Regions from separate parts of the Mus musculus genome. Here region 1 is linked to region 2. A link is a contact called in public Hi-C data. All regions are on one chromosome and are shown on one strand. Each heading gives the region's core, a stretch centred on a gene start, on an enhancer-like site or on the middle of the called end of the contact. The rest is flanking DNA. Distances are from core to core; before and after follow the strand shown.

Region 1 (6,850 bases), core at 1,301-3,800, 210 kb after region 2:
GGCCTTGACTTTGTAATCTGGGATTGGGTTTTCTCATTTGTTAAATGGAGTTTCTATCTTTCCATATTAGTTTAAGACAGTTTGAGACTCAAAAGGAATGAACAAAGAAAAATAATATGAAATAGCTTTGACAAGCTTGTATGAGATATATACAACAAATTTATCAATTTAGTAACAATTTGCCAAAGTAGGTTACTGAAGAATTAGACTGGTAGCTTGATTTCATTATTTGCCAAAATTTAAAAGCATCTATAAAAATTTCAAAGATGACACAGAAATTATGGCCTGCAAGAGACAAGCAGTAAAACAACCAAGCACAGCAAATTCTCTTTCATGCCGATTTGAGTTTCTGTGACAATCAATGAGAGATGGCATAAAGTCATGATTCTGCAATGGCATGCAGCCGTTTTGAGCATGAGTAGATGGCGGTTTAGAGACTACTGTCTGATTTCTGAGATGTAGGGCTGGGCAGGTCTGGATAAACTCATGACGATATACTACCAAGTGAGCTCTAATGTTACCTGACGTGTCAGGGACAAACACAAATCAGTAAACACTGAGCTATAAAAATGGCACGTGAACCCCTCATTTGGTAGGGTGAATTTTTCTATATTATCACAGTATGAAAACATTTCCCCGTAAATTGCATAATAAAACCTATGGTTAAATGCTAATCTTAGGAATCTGAGGGCCAGCCACATAATTTTAAAATATTCAAATAGCACATTTTTGATTTCAAGTAAATGACTAATCATTTTCCCTATGATATTTTCCAAAGGAAAACCAACTTAGTATATTAGATATTGGATTAGTAATTAGTGATTATTTTTAAAAATTGGCAAAATCTAAACATGAGAGAGGATGCAGTGATATGCAAGATAATTAGATTCCCATCTTTTTGAAATTAGTAAAATACTTGAAGTAACAGTGAAATTAAAGAAAAAGTTACTTCATGTATTTCAGATTAATGGGAGAATATAATAGTGAATTTATTTTCTTAAAATATATTTATTATTCATCTACTAAATATTAATTATATTAATACTTAACATCTACATAATAAAGAATGTCTTTAATGGAATATTCAATAATATTTGATATTATATTGTTAATAAATATCTAACAAATACACAAACCTGTTTACTATTTATCTAACAAATCTGGTTTAGTGTGCTGTGTGTGTTGTATATGTGTATGTGTGTATATGTGTGTGAGTGTGGATGTGTCCACACATGCCATGATATTTGTGTGCAGGTCAAAGGAGAACTGGTGGGAGTTGGGTCTCTTCTTCTAGCAGTGGATTCTGAAACAAACCATCAAGCTTGGTGGCCAGCCAGCACCTTTATCCAATGAGCTACCACATTACACTTGATTTTAATGAAGTTAAATTAACTCAAGCTTATTTGAAATGAGTAGATACTTTGTAATTCACTTGGAAAGAATGACGAATTTATGACAAATTCAAATTTGGTAATGAAGTCAAATTTTTGAGTAAAAGCATATTAAAGCAAAAAAACAATGGTATAGGAAGAGAAATAGAAACATATTTGCTGAGAAATTTAACAATAATTTTTGAACTGTACTAAAAATATCCCAAGGTATTCTTAAAAATTTGTAGTAAAAACATCAAAGTATAATTGATACCTACAGTTTTCTTTTGCTTAAAACGGCCCAGTTTTCCTAAAACAAGGGATATGTAGTTAGTCACTGAAAAGCAACAATGGAGGAGAAAAATCTCTTTCTGATGTGCTGCTGAAGTAACATCTGTTTTGTGTAGCATGGACAGGAGGGCAGTGTTTAATTCATCCATGCTTACAGCTGCGTAGAGTGTAAGAATGTATAAAATATAATGTGATTTACTGTGTTTTGTTGTGAAACCCAATAGTAAAATGGTTCAGATGCCCCTGAACATAATCTGGAACTGCATAGACTCGTACACTTCATTAACAGACTGCACATGTCCTGATAGCAGAGCTCTCCAATGGAGAATAGGCTGCTCTGCAGCTGTTAGCTCTATGCAGTAAAGGGGCCATTTGCAAATCTCTTTAATAGCTTTGCCATTTTCTACCACTTGAATGAAAATGATAATGTGTGGATCTCACAGTCATTAGGAACTTTCTCTTACTCCTTTAGGATTAATTTTCGCTGACCCAGAATTTTATATTTGTTTAACACAAACCTAGGGCTACTTTGATGTTATCTGCTTCTATAAACAGTAATATACAGTCCTCTCTTGGGCTAAAGCAGCTTTTATTCCAGTGAGAATTGATGGTATTAATCATTCTGAAGTCCAAGAGTGCTGACCATAAATTGTGTGCTGGGCCTGGCCTAGTACCTCCCAGGCCTGCATTCATCAGCACGTGCCCATTTCCACCTAGACAGGAGGACATAAAGAGTCATTTATCTCAGAACTCAGGTTTCGTGACCCGCTTCCTGACTACTTGTCAGAAGAGACATTCAGTAACAAATAAATATTTGTTCTACCTTTTGACATAAAGACCTAAATTAGCTGCCATCTCTAAAGTCTGATCCCCTCAAGTGGTCAGACTGGGAAATGCACATCGTGCTCTTCCAAGAGAAAAACCAAATGGCAGCCAATACAGGGATTCACATCCAAGTCCTGTCGAAAATAAGAGACGCAACTTTGAATCATCACCAGGATCTCAGCCCACGTTTACTTTTTACCATATATTATAGATAAAAATGTCAGCCAATAGTTTAGGAACTGCCAGACTTGGAAAGTGTTTAGAAGACATCATTTATTAAAATAATAAACATCTGCACAGAGCTACAGAACTATTCATTTCAAATAAAAACTGACCAAACTCCAGATCAATATATATCAAGATAAAAAGTGGACATCAACTCTCTTATGCAGACATCCATCGTGGCATGGTCTCCCTCCCATCCATATTTAGATTCCACAAGGGGGTTGAGCTTGCTAATTTCATTTTCAGGGCAGGGAGGTGATACACTCTGGTAAAGAAGAGGAGAAGGCAGAGCCCCAGGACAATAACCAGAAGGGCGGCCTGGAAGCTGGATGGCAATCTTAAATTTCAGATTCTTTTGCCTCTGTATGATCTTATTTTGTAGCTTCTGGTCGTCCCCCCCCCCCCTTCTCAAATCATTACTGAAAGAAGGCAGGCCCACACATACAGAACTCAAACTCTTGATGATGGTAACATATTTGCAATATTTCTGGTTTTAACCTAAACACAATTTGGATTTTGTAAATTTCAAATCTCTCCCTGTTTTGTCGTGAGTGTGTGGTTGTGTGGTTTTAAAATTGTGCTGGACTCCAAACTGATCACTCTGTGAGTTTACTGTACATTAAAAATACCCCAAACCCTATCATTGAACGCAATAGAAACTTGAATAAGCCCCTTCCAAATCCAATCACAGTAGTAAACCTGTAAGGGTTTTTGTTGAGTGAAAACTGAGGAGATTAAAAATCTTGCAAACATGCTCTTTTTAAAATTGCAGCTATAAATTTCACATTAGTTTTTGTTTTTTTAATCAGGTGACTGAAACCAGAGTGGAAATGTTTGGTACCCAAAGCTACTCTACGGACTTGCTTTTCACATTTTTCCCCCCTTCTGGAAAATAAAATGCAGTTTGTGTCAAGTTCTCTTCTCTGAGCTCAACTTCCCTGGTATAACAGTAATTCCTAGCTAGATGACTGGAGACTGAGGCTCCTGTGTTTGAAGAATGCCTGAATTTGACCTTTATAAACGGCATTGTTCACTATGTGCTCTGGACCAGCAGAGATTGAAGAATGATACCAATGTCCTTGTCCTCATTGAGGACTTGAGAACGTTGCTCCCTGTAGGTTACAGTCTCGATGGTGTAGAAAAATATCCATGACATAAGTGTCTGGTGATTTCTGTTCAGAATATAGGAAACTTCTCATAACTCATTGGTGAAGGCAATCAATCCAATTAAAAATTAGACAAAATATTTGAATAGCTATGTATGCATTAAGATATATGATATCCAATAGACATAGAACAACATGCTAAACCTAAGCCTTAATGAGTTTCCAGTTCCCATGGCAATGATATACAAACAGTAACATGTGCTAAAAACGATGCAAGAAAACTGTAACTTTCATACAATACTTGTGGGAATATAAGATTGTAGAGGGATTGGGGGATTGTCAGCTATCTGACACAGTGACTGCATTTCTCAGGGTCTATACAACTCCCCACAAACGTCTTTGCATGAATATATGATTTTGAGAACATGCCTAACCAGAATGTATATAGTTGTGCTTCAGCTGATGAACATGTAAACAGACTGTGATAAGGGCAGACAGCACAACCCTGTTCTGTAACGAAAATATCAGGTAAGTATGTGAGTTGTCACATAGAAGAACCTCAAAAGAAAGGTACAGAGAACATTGTATTTTCTGGGCTCAAAGAAAAAAGCCAGTTATGAAAGATCCCACATCACATAAGTGTATTTGTACGAAATTTCTAGAAAATTTAAATTAAGAGAGAAAGAAGAAAAGAAAAGAAAAGAAAAGAGGAAAGAAAAGAAAAGAGAAGGGAAGGGAAGGGAAGGGAAGGGAAGGGAAGGGAAGAAGGGAAGGGAAGGGAAGGGAAGGGAAGGGAAGGGAAGGGAAGGGAAGGGAAGGGAAGGGAAGGGAAGGGAAGGGAAGGGAAGAAGGAAGAAGGAAGCACAGATTTGCTTTAGGCTGAGGGTGAGAATGGAGAATGGATAATAGAAATAGGTGATCTTTTAGGATGTTGAAATCATTCTGAAATTACACTGTGGCAATGGCCTTATGACCCTATAAATACACCAAGGCATTTTAGATTGTACTTAAATCAGGTGAAAAGTAACTCGTTAGCATGAAAATTATATCGCAATAAAGCAGAGTCAATGAGATCACAGGGTAGCTCTGCAAGCTGGCCAGTAAAGAGCTATGTCATTAACTTTAAGAAAAACATAGAAGTGTTTTAGCAAGGAGTGGGCAGTAGATATGAAGAAATAGGATTTCCATGGTGAAGAATGTTGCTGTGGCTAACTTATGCCAATGGGTTAGCTTTAGAGGTGGGTCATGCAGATACTTTCTGTGTTCACCAAGTCCCAGGGCCCTAGCTCCAGAGTCTCTCTGGACTGACTTGCATGTATTTTCCCATGTGTTTCTTCATGTGCTCCACAATGGGTTCTGAAGTGGGAGTGATGTCTTACTTAGCCTAGCATCTTTAGTATCCAACACACAGTATGGCATTCACCCGGCTCTCACTAAAGTTTACGAGACACATGGTGCTGAAAGAAGCATGGAATCATGGGAAATGTTCAATCAGAGGTCTCTTACTCTTTGATGACTTGACAGACTGCTTGGCTTTTGTTCCAACTGGTAGTCTTGCCAGCAATGGGATCATAGTCTGGTTCTTTTTTTTTTTTGGCGGGGAATGGAGATGCTACCTTGGTGGTGTGTTAGATGCCCTGACTTAAGTTCTTTGGGGGCACAATATGTCACAAAAGCCCCAACCAATGAAAAATTATTTGTAATGAGAGTGTATTCTCTGTGTGCCTATTGCAGTTGATAAAACTTGGGAACATAGTTATAATTTAAGTATTACTCTAACTTTGTATACTTTTGTCCTAAACTCTAAACAGACTGGTTCAGTAGGTTCTACATGGTTAGCTGAAATAAATAAAGGTTTATTAAAACTGACTCTGCTGCTAAATTGATGCACACTATAGGTATGGTAAGCATTTTTTTGGCCATGCTCCTGTAAATACTATCTCACTTGCTTCATTAATAAGAGAAAAGAAAAAGGATAGCCTTCAACCAACAAGTACCTGAAAAGAAAGCCAAACCCAGGCAACTCCGAAGAGTCTTCATTCAGTCCACGTACATGCCAAACATGCACAGGATATGTTAAAGAGAATTCACATTCAAAACAATGGCCACCAGACTCCCAATGATCCTAAACAAGAAGTAAAGACTCCTTTCTGTTGTGTAAAGGCTTAGAAACAATACTTAAAAGCAAAGAATGGCTGGGGAAGTTAATAGAACAGAATCATTTCCTATCACTTTATTTATTTGAAAATCTATTATGCCACAGGAACAAAAAGTGGCATCAATCAAATTTCATACACATTTCTCTGTTCTCTCTTAGGCAAAATCTGCTCCTCAGCTGAAGAGTTACTAACAGTCTCATAATCTTTTTCCACACAAAATTTCTGACCCCTTTATCCCAGACAAAGCTAAATAGACATTGAAAAAACTTGTCCAACAACCATTTCAATCAACTGTACAGTTTAATTTTTTTCAAGTTCAAATTGTCCTGTTACTTAAATTGATGGATTATTTTTGCAGTTGTGTCGGGGGGGGGGGGTTGGCATACATCTTGATGTGCTGTAGTGAACTTTGCCAAGGGCTTCATTATTTTAGCCAATACAGTCTTCTAGTTCATACAAGTAGTCTGGAGTTTTCAAATCACTTCATTAAAGCTTGGCTAGCTTTTCACAATTTGCTTTTCTCATTGAGCTCTTCCTAAAATGACTATCTGATGCCCTGAGGTTTGGATGTATTTGAGTAATTTAAAAGAAGAAAAAGAAAAGGCACCAGAGGTAAAACTATGTTTCTTTCATGTTGCTATCACTCAAAAATAAAAGCAGATTTCTCTTAGTCTAGACCCTTACCCACAAATCAACTTTGGGAAGCATCAAACAGTAATTTAATTTCAAAAGAAAAATTTCAGAAAATGACATAAGCCATTCTGATTGTATTGCTAAACAATTTGGAATTCATCTCTAGCACAGGGGCTTTATAGAATCCATGTGCTGGTTTCAACATTTGGACTTTAATAATTTAGATTATAGGTATGATACA
Region 2 (6,620 bases), core at 36-2,535:
TTCCTCTCTCTCTCTCTCTCTCTCTCTCTCTCTCCCTCCTCCTCCTCCTCCTCCTCCTCCTCCTCCTCCTCCTCCTCCTCCTCCTCCTCCTCCTCCTCCTCCTCCTCCTTCTTCTTCTTCTTCTTCTTCTTCTTCTTCTTCTTCTTCTTCTAGCATTAGACCACTAAAATTAACAAATGAGCTTGGACATTGACTTCTTTGAGGAAAGGGAAATGGTTTTGTACACTTCTTGGGCAGGTTTGTTTGATTTTAACCAGTAAACTGCACCTACATATAACTCAAACATTTTTACTTTAATAGATGATTTAAAAATATCTGGTTGCTTGAGCATGAAATGAAGCAGTAAGAAAAGTATTTTTAAAGAATGCTGCTAAATACCCTCCAAAATAACCATCTTTGTAATTTAGACACTTTTGGTAGGGTTGTTGAATATGCTAAATTACAAAATATCTGCTAATGAAATACAGATTTATTTGGGGCTGAAAAGGCACAAGCCAATATGGAGTAGGCCTTTGCTAGGATTCCTTGGTGTGACAAATAGCTCAAAGTGGTATAGACAAGGAGATAAGAGTCTGGCACATAGTAGGTTCTCAGTAAACGTTAGGCCTGAAACCCTAAATGTGTTGACTAGAGAGTTTGTACTGATGTTTCCCAAATCATCCTATGTCATGGAAAGAAGACTTAGCATTTCTGGCCAGTGACTGTGATGCCTCACACGGTAGGTCCTTTACATAGTTACACAGTTCTTATGTGGGTAGCACTGCTGTTTCATTATTCTTAGAGCTTAAAAATAAATCAAACTGTAAATAAGATAATATTAGCATTTACAATTAGTGTTTTAAAATTTGGATCATGTGGGCAAAAGATACATTATACCTTAGTGTTGGCATTATCAATACAACTAAGTGCCCTGTGGCAAATAGCTATGAACATAGGAACTGATGGATAAGGGTGTATGTATATGCATCTTTATACATAAAGAAATAAATTTATGTGCTAAAAATAATTTAAAATCACCATTAAGTCATACTTTAGTATCATGGTCTAAGCTGTTTAAATTTTATTTTGTATAAATGTATTAATCCACAATAAAATGTATTCATCTTATTACAAAAGATATAACTAGTGGCCTCCCAAGAGGTCCACTAATACCTTATGATTTTAAAAGTATTTTAAATTTGTTTTAATTGTGTGTATGTATGTGAATGTGAGTATCCAAGGAGGCCAGAGGCATCAGATCCCCTAGAGCTCAAATTACAGGCAGTTATGAGCCACCAGACGTGAGGCTGGGATCCAAACTTAGGTCTCTGGAGGAACAAAATGCACTCTTAACTGCTGAGCCATCTCTCTAGTCACAGTACCTTGCCATTAATGAAGGCTCCCTGCTAAGTCTTTTACATTAGTTATATCATTTTTTTTTTCTATAACTGTAGGAGAATCATGTAAAGAAAGGACAGACATTATCTCTGTGCCTGTTACAATTGCAGGAAACTGTGGTTCAGAGAAGTGGTGTGCTACCCAGAATCTCACACAGCCTGTCAGGGGGCTGGGGAGCTTATATTAAATGAGAGAGAGAGAGAGAGAGAGAGAGAGAGAGAGAGAGAAAGAGAAAGAGAGAGAAATTGAGAATAGGATGAAAGTCATAAATCAGTAATGTTTGGAATGGTGCCCTGAGTCATCTCCCTGATTTGGGCTAAGAACATCCAATTGTGTCATGTCTAGAAATAACTCATGGTAAATAATTTATCCCCTTGGGGAATACTGGAGCCAGCCCATCTGGGATGCCAGCCAAGGAGTTGTTATCCCTGAAGCCAACCAGGTCTTGGTCTACAAGGTATCCTGAAACAGCCAAAAATGGAGAAGGGTATAAGTGTGGAGTCGGCACAGAGGGCAAGCAAAACTACCTGAGTCATGTGGGAGCACTGCTAACAGGCAAGCTGGGGGATGAAGGAGCAAGCAAAGTCAGAGTGAAAAGCAGAAAGCAGCAGCAGCAGCAGGAGGAGAACAAAGAAGCAAAACCTCCAGGGCACAAGGTCAGAGGTCAGGGTGGGTTGGCTTCAGTGTTTCAACAAAGTCTTTCTAGTCAAGATAGACACCCCAAGCCCTCCAGGAAATAAGAGAAAACTTGCCAGTTACAGATAACCTGGGATGTTATGGTTTATACCGTCCTCTCTCTAATATTAACTTGGATGCTTGAAATCTATTAATACCTCTGTTGAATATAGATCATATTCTCTGAGCTCTGTTAGATATATAGAAGAGATAAAATATAGTCCTTAGTTCTGATGTGTACTTTTTGGTAGGGAGAGGAGGGCGGTTTCTCTGCCTGTGTCCCTCTCTCCAGAGTTTACATTTACTGAGCATCTTTCTCACATGGCCCATGCAGCGATCGTGTCTAACAGTTGTTCTGTTCACCTGTCTCCTGACCACAGCACTCTCTTTAGTCTTCCTTTTGCTTTCACTCTACTCCGAGGCCCCCAAACCAGACCCCAAATTCCTAATGTCACTGTTCGGTAGATGATTTAGATCTCTGGATATTTAGACACACAGGCCTTATTTTTTACAGTTAATTTCAGAATAAAAAGAAGGAATGAAAGAAAGAAAGAAAGAAAGAAAGAAAGAAAAGAAAGAGAGAAAGAAAGAAAGAAAGAAAGAAAAGAAAGAAAGAAAGAAAGAAAGAAAGAAAGGAAGGAAGGAAGAAAAGAAGGAAGGAAGGAAGAAAGAAAGAAAGAAAGAAGAAAGGAAGGGAGAGAGAGAAAGAAAGAAAGAAAGAAAGAAAGAAAGAAAGAAAGAAAGAAAGAAAGAAGAAAGGAAGGAAGGGAGAGAGAGAGAGAAAGAAAGAAAGAAAGAAGAAAGGAAGGAAGGAAGGAAGGAAGGGAGAGAGAGAGAGAGAAAGAAAGAAAGAAAGGAAGGAAGGAAGGAAGGAAGGAAGGAAGAAAGAAAGAAAGAAAGAAAGAAAGAAAGAAAGAAAGAAAGAAAGAAAGAAGGAAAGAAAGAAAGGTAGATCTCAAGGTCCTAGGGTAGGAAATGGGATTAACTATAACGAAACCAACATCTTTATGAAGAAACTGCTTTAGGCCATCAAAGTAAAGTTATTTGTATTGAACTCCCTAAGAAGACACTGTGCACCAGTATTTTGGGGACCTATTTAATTACGAGTTCCTGCTTCTTAAGAAACTCAAGAGAATGCTTCGAGAACAGTCTGCTACTAAAATAGAGTGTGGCAGGTATCTCCTTCACACAACCTGTAAACCCGACACTGTCATGCATGCATCTGTCTACCATGATGTTTTTCCAAAGCCATTCTGCTGCATAGATGACCTACCATATCACAACTTTCGGGGTTGGTCTATGATTGTAGAGTCTACACCGGACAACTTGTCACAGTGCCTGCCTCCATTTACTCCACTGGTCTGAAACACTCCTCTCTCCCGACTCATCATCCCAGCCTCCCCATATTGCATAGAGAAATAAGATTATTTTTCGACTACTACTATCTTATCCTTCCCTCTACTTCCCTCTCATTTCAGCGTTGCCCAAGTATTCCTGCAGTTTTTCTCAGGAATTTCCTTCTAAGTTTTTGCCATATGCATAACTATGGGGTATATATATCTTGCATTCTTAAAGACACCATCAGCCTCTGAGGACCATAGTTTTGTTTTCAATAATTTTATACTTAAGGCTTAGAAGAACCACCCACACCTAGATGTAAACAAAGACAGTATACCAAGAGTAATAAGTGGAGATAATTACACTTTAGAAGCTCTGTTGTGAATCTTTGCCCCGACAGCACCTGACTGACAGAGGAGGCTGGATATACTATGCCAGTGCATCCAGAATGGTTGCCCTGGGTCTGCCCACTTTCCTGTTGGCTTTGGGTGATAGAGTGACCCAAAAGCTTTCGCTGAGTTGTCATAACAAAACACTGCATGAGACTCTTGCTCTTTTCAAGACTAAAAATGTATTTTCTTCTTCTAGGGACTTATGTTTCAACACCACGATATCTGTAGTCCCTTCCAAAGCCACAGTCTTCAGTTTTCAGATGGCTGTGCTGTTTTCTTTCCTGTGTTTCTCCCCCTCTGTGTAGGGGCATGCTGGCACCAGTTCTATTACATTGGGATCCACTCAATGACATTATTACCTTCATCTTCTCTATAAAGGCCTGATCTTTCAATGCAATCATATCACTAAAGGTAACATTAACACAAACTTCCAGATGACATAACTTGGCCTATTCCATACACCTTTGAGTAACAAAATTCAAGTGGATAGAACCAACCCTAGTGCTAAACTAAAGACAAAAGGAGGAAGACTAGATGTTATAAGATTAGCTCCGGTTTTCCTCTAACTCTGCATTCTATGTTGCTTTAGATGTCTTTGGACATATTACTGTTTATTTCTGGGTAATGCATAGTTCACAGTATTGGGACTTTTGAATTAGGAAGTGCTTGCCTTTTCTGTTGCAGGCAACAGAACAGGCAAAAGATCCAATGAGGCTTAAAGGTACTAGTAGCATTAGCTAGCTATCTGGTCAGCTTCAGCTAGCCTTGCCCACACTTAGTACCTGTGGGGCAGTGAGCTGTGCACAGACAGCCTGGTCCCAGGTAGAGCAAAGGTCTTGGAACCTCAATGACTCAGTGGGTGGCAATTTCTACCTGCATGGGACAGAAGGTGTTCGGTCACAACTCCTGGTCCCTGGCTCCTGTCATGTAGCTACAGCTTCCCACAGTCCCCCCAGTCCCCGCAGAGAGGTGTGTGGCCATCAGTCATGTAGGATCCCTCCCACATGCAAATAAGGTTTCCCCAAAGCTCTCAGACCAAACCAATGAGAAGTACCTGTGTTGTCAGACCTTTATCCACCTCAAGACTATATAAGAATCCAATCCAGAAGGATTAAAGCTGTGTGAGAGCTACTCTATCATCTGAGACTTCTGTCCTAAAAACTGTAACACTTGGGAAGAGGTCTGCTCTCTCACAGCGCTGCCTGAAGCTCCGGAGCCCTCCTCACTGACTAGTTGGCAGTCTCATCAACCCAGCCTGACCCGACTCAGTGCAGGGCTACACAGAGTAACCAAGTAACCTGGAAGGCACGGCAGAAATGGAGGTGGAGCCAACTGCAGCAGCAGAAGCAGTGGAGGCCATTTTCCCTCCCTGCCCACACTTGCTTCTCCTCCCTGGAACTCTCGCACCAGGATGGGCCAGAGTTCTCCATCGAAAGCCTCTGGTATGCAGGCCCACAGTACCTTCACATAAAGGAAGTCTCCTGCAGCATCAAGTAGATGTACTTCTAGAAGTAAGAAAGTGTATATTTAATTTTACTCAGAATGACCCATAGAACTCTGGTATCTAAAAAATAAAATCACCTGTATATACAAAAAGGTGGAAGGAAAGATTTGAAACAAATAAAAAAAAATGAACATGAAAGTTCAGGATACTCCAGTTTCTCTAGAATATTTCTGTCTTGGGAATTAAATAAGTACCATAACATTTTAAGATCACATGAATGGCTTTAAATGAAACAGAAGCAAGTTCCTATGGTCAAGTAGGGAGAGAAGCATTGAAGAGGCATGGAATGCAGCTAGTACCTTACATGGCAATCAATACAGTAGGAAGCATGCTTATCTGCTGAAGTTAGGGAGCTGTGACTTCAATGGGGGAGTGGGGTGAAGAAGCTAACAATCCCCAAGGAAACAGATGCCAGGGAGAAAGTACATTCTAGACTCCAGGAAGAGTGAAGACAACGGTCCTAAGTTAAAGAGTGATGCTCTGAGGAATAACAAACCAGAAGCAAGGCTGAAGCATCCACACTGATGCAGGGGAGAAGATGGAGTGATGAGGCAGGGCCAGACCCCCCCAGGCTCGAAAACTCCCATTGTTACTCCCTGTGAAGTCAGAATCCAAAGAGGTTCTGGGCAGTAGAGTGACAGGATCCCACATGCATCTTAGCAGAACACCTTAGCCAGCACAACGTACACACCCCAGGTACACACACCAGATCAGCCAGCACAACGTACACACCCCAGGTACACACACCAGGTCAGCCAGCACAACGTACACACCCCAGGTACACACACCAGGTCAGCACAACGTATACACCCCAGGTCAGCACAACGTACACACCCCAGGTACACACACCAGGTCAGCACAACGTACACACCCCAGGTACACACACCAGGTCAGCACAACGTACACACACCAGGTACACACACCAGGTCAGCACAACGTACACACCCCAGGTACACACACCAGGTCAGCACAACGTACACACCCCAGGTACACACACCAGGTCAGCACAACGTACACACCCCAGGTACACACACCAGGTCAGCACAACGTACACACCCCAGGTACACACACCAGGTCAGCACAACGTACACACACCAGGTACACACACCAGGTCAGCACAACGTACACACCCCAGGTACACACACCAGGTCAGCACAACGTACACACCCCAGGTACACACACCAGGTCAGCACAACGTACACACACCAGGTACACACACCAGGTCAGCCAGCATAACGTACACACACCAGGTACACACACCAGGTACACACACCAGGTACACACACCAGATACACACACCAGGTACACACACCAGGTACACACACCAGGTACAC

The links. A called contact is a pair of places that touch in the nucleus more often than the background predicts.
Region 1: a Hi-C map of the N1E-115 cell line shows a contact between it and region 2, with 4 times the contacts expected there. The contact joins two enhancer-like sites. A contact is called at or near these places in 4 of 484 Hi-C or Micro-C datasets (the N1E-115 cell line, embryonic stem cells and uterus).

The regions. Positions count from the first base shown.
Region 1 is chr1:14,568,356-14,575,205 of GRCm38.p6, forward strand. No RefSeq gene overlaps it. Among named protein-coding and RNA genes, the nearest start is that of Msc, 180 kb to the right of the region's middle. Within about 2 kb of position 2,551, at least 16 of the 459 cell types and tissues checked have an H3K27ac peak or open chromatin away from gene starts, as enhancers often do. A contact at or near this core is called in the N1E-115 cell line, where this site is marked.
Region 2 is chr1:14,358,421-14,365,040 of GRCm38.p6, forward strand. No RefSeq gene overlaps it. Among named protein-coding and RNA genes, the nearest start is that of Eya1, 52 kb to the left of the region's middle. Within about 2 kb of position 1,286, at least 13 of the 459 cell types and tissues checked have an H3K27ac peak or open chromatin away from gene starts, as enhancers often do. A contact at or near this core is called in the N1E-115 cell line, where this site is marked.